Linked DNA regions of Sus scrofa: region 1 is linked to region 2. A link is a contact called in public Hi-C data. All regions are on one chromosome and are shown on one strand. Each heading gives the region's core, a stretch centred on a gene start, on an enhancer-like site or on the middle of the called end of the contact. The rest is flanking DNA. Distances are from core to core; before and after follow the strand shown.

What was found. A called contact is a pair of places that touch in the nucleus more often than the background predicts.
Region 1: a contact with region 2 is called in a Hi-C map of embryonic fibroblasts, with 3 times the contacts expected there. The contact joins the promoter of BCL2L1 here to the enhancer-like site in region 2. A contact is called at or near these places in 7 of 47 Hi-C or Micro-C datasets (embryonic fibroblasts, epiblast stem cells, fetal liver and 4 more) and 2 of 2 datasets of contacts at active chromatin or transcription factors (alveolar macrophages and skeletal muscle).

What each region holds. Positions count from the first base shown.
Region 1 is chr17:35,409,360-35,415,855 of Sscrofa11.1, forward strand. BCL2L1 (BCL2 like 1) reads right to left here and starts at 4,724. Exons shown (of 2, transcript NM_214285.1): 1 at 4,118-4,724. The coding sequence starts at 4,681.
Region 2 is chr17:35,288,712-35,295,183 of Sscrofa11.1, forward strand. No RefSeq gene overlaps it. Among named protein-coding and RNA genes, the nearest start is that of ID1, 25 kb to the right of the region's middle. Within about 2 kb of position 1,405, at least 28 of the 83 cell types and tissues checked have an H3K27ac peak or open chromatin away from gene starts, as enhancers often do. A contact at or near this core is called in embryonic fibroblasts, omental adipose tissue, retroperitoneal adipose tissue and 1 more, where this site is marked.

The sequences.
Region 1 (6,496 bases), core at 3,474-5,973, 120 kb after region 2:
CAGCTCACTGGGAATTACCCCTAAATCTATCCCATGCTAAACCCAGACAAAACCGTGGCTGCTGAAAGCAAGCCCCAAGATGGAAGGTGAGGGTGCTGGAAAGCCCAGGGAGGAGGCTCAAGCCCTGGTCTGAGGACAGTACCTACTAGAAAAGGGACAGCTAACAACTGCTGCTTTCTGTAGCCCAAACAAATCTGGTGACTGCCCACACAAAAGCCAAAAACACCCTCTGGGTTCCGCTGGGGCCCCCTGAAAAAATACCTGGGTAATTCTCTACAGAGGCTGAAGGGCTTTGTGGGGTTGCTGGGGAAATTAGTCCTAGGAAGTCCGGAAAACCCTGTGATGGTGATGGAGTTTTAAGGGCAAGTTCAAACATACATCCAGAAGACCTGGGTGTTTTGAGGGGGAGCCCCTGAGACACTTCTATCTCACTTTGGGACCTGAGTGAGATTACTAAAAATTTCCACGTTTGGGGTTTCTAATGGGGTTTCCCCAAGAAAACCGCAGAATTGCCAACAGCTGCTAAGCTCTGCAAACGTCGCTGAGGTGCTTTAGTGAAGCATATGCCACTGCCAAAGAAGCCAGAACAGGCAAGAAAGAACCTACAGAAACTAGAAGACGGCAGAGCCCTGCAACCTGGGAAAGGCCAAATTATGTGTTGTTCTTCCTGCACCCCGCTCCCGCCCCCGTTCACTGCTCTCAACAATGGTGTTTCCATCAAGCTAAGGAGCTTCTGGGGGACAGCAATCCCAAAAGGACCTGGCCCACCTCAGTCCTCATCGCATAACAGTCCACATTCCCACTGGAAAGCTCCAGAAACACTCTGTCCCGAGCATTGTGAGTATCTCAGGGGCTGGCTTTGTTTCTTGAGAAACTCTGGGGGCAAAGTTCAGTTTTCTGAGGCAGGTAGCCCATTCATTAAAAGAGGTGCTTCCACCCTACAATTAAGGCCCAGCAAGAGTCTTTGTTCTAGATCCTTTACTAGAGTCAAGCTATGGCAGGTGGCTATCATTATTTCATTTTACAGGTGAGAGAAATGGTTGGACAAGACAGACAAACAGGTTCAGCATCTTGCCAGGTGACTCCAGGTAGGCGGTGGCGTGGCTAGAAGTGTGGAATTCCAGCCCTTGGAGCCTCACCCACAACTAAGTAGACACACTTGGAGCAGGCCGTCTTCCCCTCTCATGCACAATTCTCATCTACTGGTAGGGCCTGAGAAGGCTTGAACAACTGAAAAATTAACAGGAAGCCCACTCTCACCGGGCAAAACCCTGATACCTACCTGAGTTTTACCAGTGCCAGAATCTACAGAGGCTACACATACTTTTGGCAACCTGCTACTGCCAACGAAGGTGCTGAACCGGGCCAGCATCACAGACTCATATGAGCACCTCCCACAGGCACATTCTGCTTGGCCTAATACATCTCTGGCTCACATTATTACCCCTGATATGGATGGAAAGAGTTTAAGCTTTAGGGTCAGGCCCCACCTAGTTATAAATTCTCACTCAGTCACTTAACTGGCTGAGGAACACCTGGGACAGTCACTTAGCTTCACATGCAAACTGGGAATAAACCCACCTACCTTAGACGGGTTATTGTACGGAACATATGAAGCAGCATGTCATTTCCATGAGGGAAAGTACCATGTCTGGCTTATGGCCAGCACCTAGCACATGCCTGCCTCACAGTACCTGCTCAGTTAACTTTGGTTGCATAAGTAGAAGACCAAACACAATGCCTCGTGAATAAGACGTACTCCATAAAGGCTCACTTCCTTCTCCTTTCCTGTAGGGATGCCTAATTTAGAGCGTTCCCAGGGTGCGATGGCCCCTAACTCCTACACTCGTGGATCCCCCAGCCACAGCCTGCAGGAAGGTGATGAGATGCTACTGCATAGCCAGTCTATAGCTCAAAACAGGATGGTACCTGAGAGAGAAGTGGTACCTTCTGCCCAAAGGATCCCCCGTCAAATGTTCTTTACCTCCTGGCCTGAGGGAGAAGGCGTGCCTGCAGAGAAATGTTCTGACACAACTAGCTTTTTGGCACACATCCCCTCCGTTCACCAAGAGGAAGTAACATATGGTATATTGTCCAACAGACTCTGATAATTCTTGAGCAAAGAGACAGAAGATCTAACAAACCTGCCTGGTGCTGCTGTGTCTAAAATCTCTTTCCACGTGCAACAGTGGGGGACTAGCAATTCTCTCATCCAGGTAGCCCTTTTAGAGGCTGGCTGGCAGGCCAGGAACCTCTCCCACACTGCCTTTTGTTAATAGCTGGCAACGACCCACCTGGTACTAGGACCACTGGCCAAAGACAACAGTCAGGCAGAGTGGGCAAATGGCCCAAGTCTCTACGTGGAGATGCCTCAGAGGGTGTGTCTAACACTGGAATCCTGTCCCTCCTGTAATAAGCTGAACAAATATTTGCCCCCAAAGAGAATCAAAGCAGGAGGGAATAAAAGAGGTCATGGCACAAACCAACAGGAACTATTTAATCATTTATCCCCCCAGAGGGTTCATTTACCAAAAGGCTTCTAGTCCAGTGGGCCTTAGCCAGAGAAAGCCCTCCACCTTTACCCTTCCCAACCCCACCCCAGTCATCTGACCTCTACGGACTTGACCCCTTTGCCTTTTACAAGAACTGGCAGCAGGAAGAGTCGATGAAATTGCAAAGAAATGGGAAATAAGACCGGGGGTGGGGTTCCAGGAGCTCCCTTGCTCAGTGGTAAACTGAAGTGCCTGCCACGCCCTAGGCCCTAGGCCCAGCCTCTGGGTAACTGCATTCTTAACATTCCTGAGTCCGTGGTGCGCGGCCCTTTCCACCTCTGCTCCTCCAATAGATGACTTATTTTCCACTCGATTTCCTGGGTTTTCTGAGGGGACAGAATACCTCACATAAGCCCTCCACCTCCCTAGGCAGGGAGATAAGGAAGGAGCTAGGACTGAGTTCATTGTAGAAGAGCAAAAATTGCCTCCAATGAATCTCTCCCCACTGGCTCACCCTGACTTAGTGATGGGCAAGGGAAGTCTCCTCCCTGGGAAAGGAATGAGGCATGACTATTTCTGGGCCCAGATGGAGAACCTGGGACCAAGAACAACTACTACAGCAAACTGGCTGGTGTCCGTCACTGTGCTCACCTTCGCTCCAGGATTTACGAGACCTGCAGGGCAAGGAGGGCTGGTCACATTTTTTTAAGAGGAAGAAACTGAGGCTCAAGGTAAACTGGCCTGTCCAAGGTCACATGGCTAATTAAGCGACAGGGCTGGGACTCACGCCTGTGTCAGTTTTGTTTCCGAAGTCTGTCACTGAATCTCAATGTCCCACAGAGCCCCACGGACCAGGTTCTTGCCTTGCGGGCAAGAGATCCCAGAGCCCTGGCCCGAAAGCAACAGGCAGCTGGAGCTTCCCAACCGACCCCAGGCAGTGAGGTGCAAAGTCCCTGGGCTTAATGCATGACACTGCAAAGAGCTCCACAAACAGTCCAATCATACCCAAAGTTGCACACTTCAGAGCCAATGAACATAGGGGTGTGGCACAAACACAACTGGCCCACTGGCACAGCTTACACCCTAAAAGTAGACAATCCTCAGCCATCTAAGCCAGTGGGAACTCCCTGCCTGGTCATGCCAACTCTGAAACACAGGGGACTCCATCTGGGGGAGGGAAGCCCAGGACAGGATTGACATCCCAGGGGGAGTAAGACTGAAGGGACTGGTGGGTCACTGATACCGTCTCCTGCAGGTGTTACCCTTAGCGAGGGGAGCCATTACGTCAGGGTCAGGGAAACACCGGACTAACCCGCCACCCGCAAAGGTTTGGGGCCCAATGAACACACAGGCTATGTTTTCCTCTGCAGAGAAATTGGACACAAGTCTGAAAGGGTAGGGTCATGGGGATGACCAGAACGAAGCTGTCTGGTCCTTGCAGAACTAGGTCATCTGTATTTCAGGACAGTTAGCGTCTTGTGCTGCAGTGAGGCCAGTCACATCTCCTTAACAAACAACATCTCCAATAATCACACAGCGCGACAGAAAGAGGTACAGAGGAAAGGCTGTTGGGGATCTGACCTGAGACCAAGGAACAGGGACACCACAAGGGGCGTGGTCCTTACCCAGCCGCCGTTCTCCTGGATCCAAGGCTCTAGGTGGTCATTCAGGTAAGTGGCCATCCAAGTTGCGATCCGACTCACCAATACCTGCATCTCCTTGTCTACGCTCTCCACGCACAGTGCCCCACCGAAGGAGAAAAAGGCCACAATGCGACCCCAGTTCACCCCATCCCGGAAGAGTTCGTTCACTACCTGCTCAAAGCTCTGATACGCTGTCCCTGGGGTGATGTGGAGCTGGGACGTCAGGTCACTGAATGCCCTCCGGTACCTCAGTTCAAACTCATCGCCCGCCTCCCTCAGCGCTTGCTTCACTGCAGCCATGGGGATCACCTCCCGGGCATCCAAGCTGCTGCTGTGGCCAGTGGCTCCATTCACCGCGGGGCTGTCCGCCAGGTGCCAGGATGGGTTGCCATTGATGGCACTAGGGGTTTCCGCTTCTGATTCAGTCCCTTCTGGGGCCTCAGTTCTGTTCTCTTCCACATCAGTAAACTGACTCCAGCTGTATCCTTTCTGGGAAAGCTTGTAGGAGAGAAAGTCAACCACCAGCTCCCGGTTGCTCTGAGACATTTTTATAATAGGGATGGGCTCCACCAGTCCATTGTCCAAAACACCTGCTCACTCACTGAGTCTGGTCTCTGCTTAGTGGTTCTCTTCTGAGATCCAAAGCCAAGATAAGGTTCTGAAGGGAGAGAAAGAGCTTCAGAAAAAAAAAAAAAAAAAAATTAACATGCATGCCATTTACCCTGCAACATCCATTCCCCCTCCAGGTACCAGAATGGGGTCTTTTGTGGCTCTTAGGAAGGTCTGGGTCTGGCTTCCAAGGGACTTCAATAAAGTCAAATTGAAAGCACCAGTGGGCTCTGAATCATCACACCGGCCTTTAAGCCTCAGCCACCCCCTTTTCTCCGAAATGTCTTCCTCGGAAAGTCACCCCCATGGGCAGTCTGTCCCCCACCCCCCACCCCCGCACCACCTACATTCAAATCCGTCTCAGGCGACCGGCAGGCAGGTGCAGCCCCCGGAAGATCTTTTGTATCAGAGGTCGGGAGAGGAGGTGGCAGCCGGGATGCCGGTAACTCAGCCGGCCTCGCGGCGGCTGGCAAAAAAAGCAGCTCCGGCTGGAGGGATCATGCGACCCGGCAGACTGAGAGCCCAGAAGGCGATACAGGAATTACGAAGCTCAGGAACCGGCCCCCTCGCCTGCTTCCTCCTCCATCGCCCAGATCGAGGGCGGCCGCTTCAGCAGCCGCGGCCCGGGAGCCCAGCCCCCTTGCTCTTGCACGCCCCTTGGCTCTCCGCCTCCTACTGGGAGCCAGGAGAACTCTCCCGGAGGTGGCTGGTGTGAGATTTAGTTTTTGTTTTTCTTCTATTTAAGTACCAGCCCAGGGTGAGGTTTACTGAAACCCTAAAGGGACTTCTCAATGGGGCTCAAGGTTTCGATGAGGGACGGAGGGAGGGGGAAACTGCCTCGTATCTGCGGTCTGACTTCGGAAAGGCCATCCCCGGGCCTTTCAGGGAGGCGGAAAGCCGGGGACCCCCCAGAAACGCTGCTGGCTTTCTCTGAATTCCCCAAAGGCCCTGGTCGTGGCGGTGGGGGGCTGCCGGGTCCTCCATTCCCCGCACGGACACAATGGCCGCCGGCGCCCGGCACAAAGACTGGGCGAGGGTGAGGCGCCGGGCCTCTCCTCGGGTCAGGGAGAATGGGCGAGGCCTCCTCGAGGCCCCCCCACAGCTGAAACCACGTTCTCCTGTGGACAGGCCCAGGGTGGCTTCCTCGCGCCCTGGCGAGGGTTTAGAGGCAGGGGTCTGCACCTCTCCCGAGCCCAGGGTGGGTGGGCTGCGGACTCGCGGCTCCCTCCGCGCGCTAGGCCGGGTACCCGCCCGGCCACCGCCCCGTTGCTAGGCAACCGCTCTCCCTCTGGGGCGCCCCCTAGACCTTTCTGGGAGGAGGGGTCTCGCCCCCGGCGGCCCGCCCCAGCGCGGCCAATCAGCGAGCCCAGGTGGCACGGAAGCAGGACGGCGAGGGCTCCCATTGGGCGCAGCGCCTGCCACGCACAGGGGAGGCGGCGCTCTCACCTGCGAGCCCCGCGAGCCATGGGGGGCCACATCCCCCATTCATCGGCCAGGTAGTTTCCAGACGCGACCGCTCTTCGCGGCAGAGTTCTGCGCCGCGGACCTGGGCCGGCCTACCTGGCTGGTGGCTCGCGCTGTCTCTTCCGAACGAGCCGGCCTCAGTTTCCCCTGAAGAGACCGGGGGAACTTGCAACCTCAGTCACTTCCGGTGCCGCGGCAGCGCGCGCGAGCCCGAGACGCAAGGGGAGTGCGCGCCTTTAAGTACTGGCGTCAAGACCTTGGCGAGAGCGCCCCCTTGCGGTAGAGCTG
Region 2 (6,472 bases), core at 155-2,654:
GTGCTTGGGTGCAGCGAGGGTGTTGGATAGGTATTGGACATGTCACCTATTGGGGGGAAGGTTTGGAAGGAGGAGGCCATGCTACCAAAAGGGACCGGTATCTATAAAGCCAGGGAAACAGGCAGGGCTACTGAGCCCCAGGGAAGAGTTTAGACTTTATTCCTAGGCTGGCAGGCCTCAGCTTCCCTGGTTCCCATAGCCACACAACTTCAGCTCAAGAGCACTCAGATTCTAGATCGCCCTGGATTCTAGATCAGGGTCCCACTGCTCCCACTCTACCCCATTCCTGAGCTTCTTCCTAGAATGGCTTCTGCAAGACCAGAGCATCCAGATTCGAGGAGCCACCTCCTGGGCCCCAGGAGAGGATTGGGTCCAGTGTTTCTGAGAGGCCATCCAAGCCGAGAGCTGGACATCACAGAGCCAGAGTTTCCCCAAGGTTCACTAAAGACAGCAGTCATGGCTTGTAGGGGAACCCCCAGTGAACCAGGCAAGGGGCGGCACAGCCCTCCTCCACCTGCTTGGTGTGGGGTCACTGGGTGGAGAAACTGAGGTGGGAGCTGGTGGCCACTGGACTGAGACTCAGGCCTTCAGCATTCAACCCAGAGCTCTCTCTGGCCCATGCTTCAGGTGTGAAGTCTGAAAGTGACAGTGGCTTGCAGACAGTTTGGAGATAGCTAAAGGACACGGAGGAGCAGAGGATGGGAAGTACACTGTCATCACCTCACTAGGTATTGAACTGTCACATGTACCAAGCACCTCAATACAGGATTTCACTTAATTCCCGTACTCTTAGGCTGTGGGTGCTAGCATTAGCCCCAGGGTACAGGTGAGAACATGGAGGCAGCTTACCCATAGACATGGGTTTGACCTTGAGCAATCCCGATTGAGTTCCAGAGTTGTAAGGACTTTGCAATTCTGCAGACCCCTGGGTCTGAGTCACCGCCGGGTATGCTGGGCACCTTTGGGCCAGCTAGCAACTTCTCTGGGCCTTGAATTGTATAGAAAGGAAAGGAAGGGTAGGAAATCTCAAAAACTTCTCCCAGCCAAGGGGGTCCCTTTCAGGGGCTTCTCGGATCTCTGCCGACAACTCCAGCTGCCTTCAGAGGGGAGGCCCCGTGGTCCTGGAACAAGGCCTCTCTGAGGGCAGCAGATGGGGCAGGCAGCCCAGGCACACAGCATGGTTGGTTCTGCGGCCCAGAGCCTACAAAGACCTTATTGAGTCACCGCCGACCCCCGGCAGAGGCTGAGGTGGCAGTGGCGCCGGGCGCCTGCCACCTAATGACCGTCCTGGCCCAGCCAGATGTTCCACAGACCTCGGCAGCAGCCGCCCAGGGCCCGCCCGGCCAGCCTGCACCGCAGAGGCCACTCTAATTCCAATTAACCAGCTTCAGCTGAGCAAACAGCGGGCAGCGGTGGCCCAGCCCGGGCGGTAGGCCCGGCCCGCAGAGCCTCCGAGTCTAGACTCCAGATGTGAACTGCCACAGCCAGAGTCCCATGGAAAAATGGCACTGGGCCTGGCATGGATTGGGCCTGCACGCCAGAGAGGCGGGGGTGGGTGGTTGGGCAGGGCCCTCAGTGGGCCTGGTGCCAGCTTCGCCCCAGAGTGCGAGTGGCTTTTTGGGAAACTGCTCCAAAACCCCCAAGCTCTGCCCCTGCTGTGTTAGGCGTCCTTCTCTGTGTTCTCAGTCTCCCTTGACTACAGAAGATGGGAGGGGAAGGGGGACAGCCATTCCACTATTTCATTTGTATGTGATGTGTCTAGCATTATGCTATGTATTTTAAAAATATGTAATCGTGGAGTTCCTGTCGTGGCGCAGTGGTTAACGAATCCGACTAGGAACCATGAGGTTGCGGGTTCGATCCCTGCCCTTGCTCAGTGGGTTAACGATCCGGCGTTGCCGTGAGCTGTGGTGTAGGCTGCAGACGCGGCTCAGATCCCGCATTGCTGTGGCTCTGGCGTAGGCCGGTGACTACGGCTCCGATTAGACCCTTAGCCTGGGAACCTCCATATGCCGCCAGAGCGGCCCAAGAAATGGCAAAAAGACAAAAAAAAAAAAAAAAAGTAATTGTTATACCAACCTTGTGAGGTAGGTATTATCCTTTTTACAGATAAAGGAAATTGAAATAGAGATATTGGGGTGGGGGCGCAGCGGCGGCGTTGAACCAGGGGTCCCTGGCTTCCAGGACCATGGTGTTTACCACAGGTGCTGTTTGACATAAAGCAGGATAATAAATGCCGGGTTCCCTGTCTTGGAGCAGCATTAAAGAGGGACAGCAGGAGTTCCCGTCGTGGCGCAGTGGTTAACGAATCTAAGAACCATGAGGTTGCGGGTTCGGTCCCTGCCCTTGCTCAGTGGGTTAACGATCCGGCGTTGCCGTGAGCTGTGGTGTAGGTTGCAGATGCGGCTCGGATCCAGAGTTGCTGCGGCTTCTGGCTTGGGCCGGTGGCTGCAGCTCCAATTCAACCCCTAGCCTGGGAACCTCCATATGCCGCAGGAACCGCCCAAGAAATAGCAAAAAAAAAGAGGGACAGCATCTAACAGCAGGGTTGGCCGCCACAATGTGACAGGCAGGCCTGCTCCCTCTGTCCTGTTTCCTCAGCTATGAAATGAATAAGACCCTCCCACCCTAGGGTGGCTGCAGCTTTTGGGGGGACAGCCTTGAGATGCCCTTTCTGGGCTTCAGCACCAGGTAGGAAGTGGGCACCGGTCAGGCGGATGGGCACAGCAGGGAACACAGGTCAAGCGCGAGTTCTTCAGCTGACTTGCGATCATCAGGAAGTCACACTTGAAATGGGTTTATAAATGGCTATAATTCAATTCAATGATAGACCAGGCTGGAGAGATGCCTCGGGCTCCCACAATCCTGTCCAGGATCCTTGAGGGGTAGGACAAGAGCCTGTGAGGTCCAGGTCGGAGTTCAGCCGTCCTTGCACAAATAGGAAAACCGAAACCCCCGACACCCCCCCAAAAAAAATAAGGGCAAGACTTGCCTTGCTGGGGTCTCCTAAGGAGTAGAGACCAGGGACAAGGTCTGTGGCGCCCCGCCCACCCTGCTCTCCCACGGCCAGGCTTCCCTCCTCCACGTTCCAAGCAGGGTCGTGGGAGGCAGAGGACGGGGAGGAGGCAGCATCCTGCCCGGGTGCGTCAGGAAGGGCCGAGCGGGAAGGAAGGCACCACCCCCACCCCCGCCGCGGCCACACCTGGGCTCTCCAGGCGGGCAGGGGGGCCCGGGCCGGCGCCTGGCTCCAACGAGTCTGGGCCGCCTCCCCGCGCCGCCCCGTGGGGGCCGCCAGATGGGCCGGCCGCCCGCCCAGCAACACAGGCAGGAAAAGGCCGCCAGAGCTGCCAGGAAGGCGGGCGCGAGCGGCGGGGGCGGGGGCCCGCCTGGACACGCCCCTGAGGGGTGGGGCCAGGCGCAGGGACAGCCTAGACCTTGTGAGCCTTTGAATCCCGGCTCTGCTACCTACGAGGGGGCTTCCTTTGAACGATTCGCTTCCCTTGTCTGTGCCCCAGTTTCCCCACCTAAAATGGAGCTGCGTATCCCGGTTCTTTTATCACTGTGTGACCTCAGGGCAGTTTCTTCCCCTTCTGTTCCTTGGTTTTCCTACCCAGAAGTGGGGCAACAGCGGCAGGCCACCTCTGCCGAGATATAAACTCTGAGAGGGCTCAGCCTTTGCTCTCCTCCCCACCGTTGTAACCTAGCACCTAGCCCAGTGACCTAAAGAGTGACACTAGTATTTGTTAAATGACTTGTCTAGACAATCCTAGAGGCCTAACACATAGCGTTTTAGAAATGGACACACTCAAGTTGTGTGTGTTGTTGGTACTGCTTACCAATTGCGTGGCTTATAGGCAAGCAGTTTCTCTCTGAGCCCGTTTCCCATCTACCTCATGGACGGCAATGAGGATGAAGTGGAATAATCCATGGAAAGCACATACAGCAAGTCCTCAATAGAGGCCTTTTTTTTTTTTTTTTTTTTTGGCGGCACCCATGGCATGAGGCAATTCCCAGGCCAGGAGTCCGACCTGCATCGCAGGAATGACAATGCAGGATCCTTAACCCATCGAGGCAGCAGAGAATGTAAATAGATAATATTTTCAGAAAAGTCTACAAGATGTGAAAAAAATAGATACTATTGGGGTAAATTTGAGGGCAAGAGAGATACAAAGGATCTAAGTGGCTTGGGAGGAAATTTTTTCTGTATATGTAATCTTTTGCATATTTTGTATTTTTAAAATTTTGGGTTTTTCATAAGTAAATGCAATTGAAAATAAAAATAGGAGTTTCCACTATGGCAAAGGGATTGGCGGCATCTCTGCAGCACCAGGACTCAGGCTCCATCCCCGCCCGGCACAGTGTGTTAACCTGCCCAGAGTCGCAAAGAGCTAGAAAATGGCAAAGATGAGATTTGAACCCAAATTTGTTGAACTCTAAATTAAAAGCAAAGAGGAGTGAGGAAAGGAAGCTCACTTACCCTTCATTACTATTTCCAGGAGGGGATGCCAGTCTGAGTAGAGGGAAGAGACTAATAGAGCAGAAAAGAGTGAGAGAGCTACAGCTCCGCAGGTTAAGAACCTGACTAGTATCTATGAGGATGTGGGTCCGATCCCTGGCCTCGCTCAGTAGGTGTTGCCATGAGCTGTGGTGTAGGCCGCAGACTCAGCTCCGATCCCCCGTTGCTGTGGCTGTGGCTTTGGCTTAGATCGGTGGCTGCAGCTCCTATTCCTGGGAACTTCCAGATCCTGCAGGTGTGGGCCCCGCAAAAAATATATATATAAAGAAACGAAACCTTCATGGAAAAATCACAGCAGTTCCCATTGTCAAACACTGAGTGTGTGCCAAGCACCATCCCAAGTGTCTGCATCCTCCATGTGGTGAGTCTCCATCTTACGGATGAGGAAATAAAGGCACAGAGAAGGGAGCTGCCCCCCACCCCCGGCACTGAAGAGCCCTCCCAGTTCTAAGCTCACATGAGGCCACCACCACCTGGGCATTTTTCATGCCATTAAATACTCATTTATAAAAACCTTTTATTATCCAAAAGTTGCACCCATAGCTTGTAGAAAATTAGAATTATGTGTTTCAAAACACATAAATAAAACAGCATCTTCCTGCCACCCGGAGAGGACTGCTGTTACCAGCTTGACACAGATTTCAGATTTTTTTTCTATCATGTACATATTTTTTAACACAAACTCTTTTGACTCTAGGTTGTTTCCACAGTTAACAATCTTCCTCTTCTCAGGAGTTCCTGTTGCAGCTCAGCGGTAACCAACCCAACGAGGATCCATGAGGATGTGGGTTCAATCCCTGGCCCCGCGAGGCAAGTTAAGGGATCCAGCATTGCTGTCAGCTGTGGTGGAGGCCGGCGGCTACAGCTCTGATTCGACCCCTGGCCTGGGAACCTCCATATGCCGCAGGTGTGGCCCTAAAAAGACAAACAGCAACAACAACAATCTTTCCCCTCCTCATTTCGGGAGATGCCCAGACACCATCCAACCTCTTTGTCATTTTAAGGCAGACCGGGTGAGGCTAACAGGCCATCTGCATGTGAAGGCAGAACCCCGGGGGGGCCGAGGAGGCCCGCTGGGGTCTGCAATGGGCCCTTCCCCCACCTCCTGCACCCTGCCCTCGAAGCTGTGGAGGGCCCCACTCCTTGCCCTCTGGGGACCAGCCCGGGGATGGCTGGGAGATGGAGGTGACCGAGGGGACCCACAGAAGGCTGAGCTCCTCGGCGCTGTGTTCAGGGCCTCTCCCCAGGCCTCTGCCTCTAGGCAGGCACACCCCCACCCCTTGCTGCCAAGAGCTGGGGGCCCACCTGCTCTCGGGCTACCCCAGGGTCCTCCCCTGGAGTGGGGAGGGGAGGTGGAGGCACATGAGACACACGCGTCACAGGTGATGGGGGAAGGAGAAAAAACCCCCGGCCGAGGCTGGAAAACCAGCTGCCAAGGTGTGCAGTTGGGGGGAGGGGCCAAGCCCCTTTCTGCTTGAGAGACTCTCTGTGCAACTATGCGTGCATGTGTGTGTGTGAGAGAGAGAGAGAGAGAGGAGTGTGTGTTCTTGCGAAAATCTGAGTTTGGGGTTTGTAGAAGCACGTGGGTAAGTGTGAGGGTGTGGAAACTTACGTGGGACAGTGTTTTGTTTGTATTTCTACTTGGTGATTTCGACCTTGTGTTTATGCATCTGGATCCCTCTTGGCGTGTTTGAGAGTTTGCTTGTGAGAATGCTTGTGAGCCAGCGCCTGCACTGGTGTGTGTGTGACAGAGCAGAGCAAGAGAGAGGGAGAGCCTGTGACTGGGGGCGGGTTTGCCGGGGGGGAGGGATTTTGGAAAGGCTTCACTGGTGAAAGTGAGCTGTTCCACCTGCCTCTGCCCACCTGTGTGCGTTGGGGGGTGTGTCTGTCCCATGTCTCCCGCTGTGGTCTGTGCCCCCTCCGCCCCTCACACCTTGACTCCAAAGCCTCAGCTTC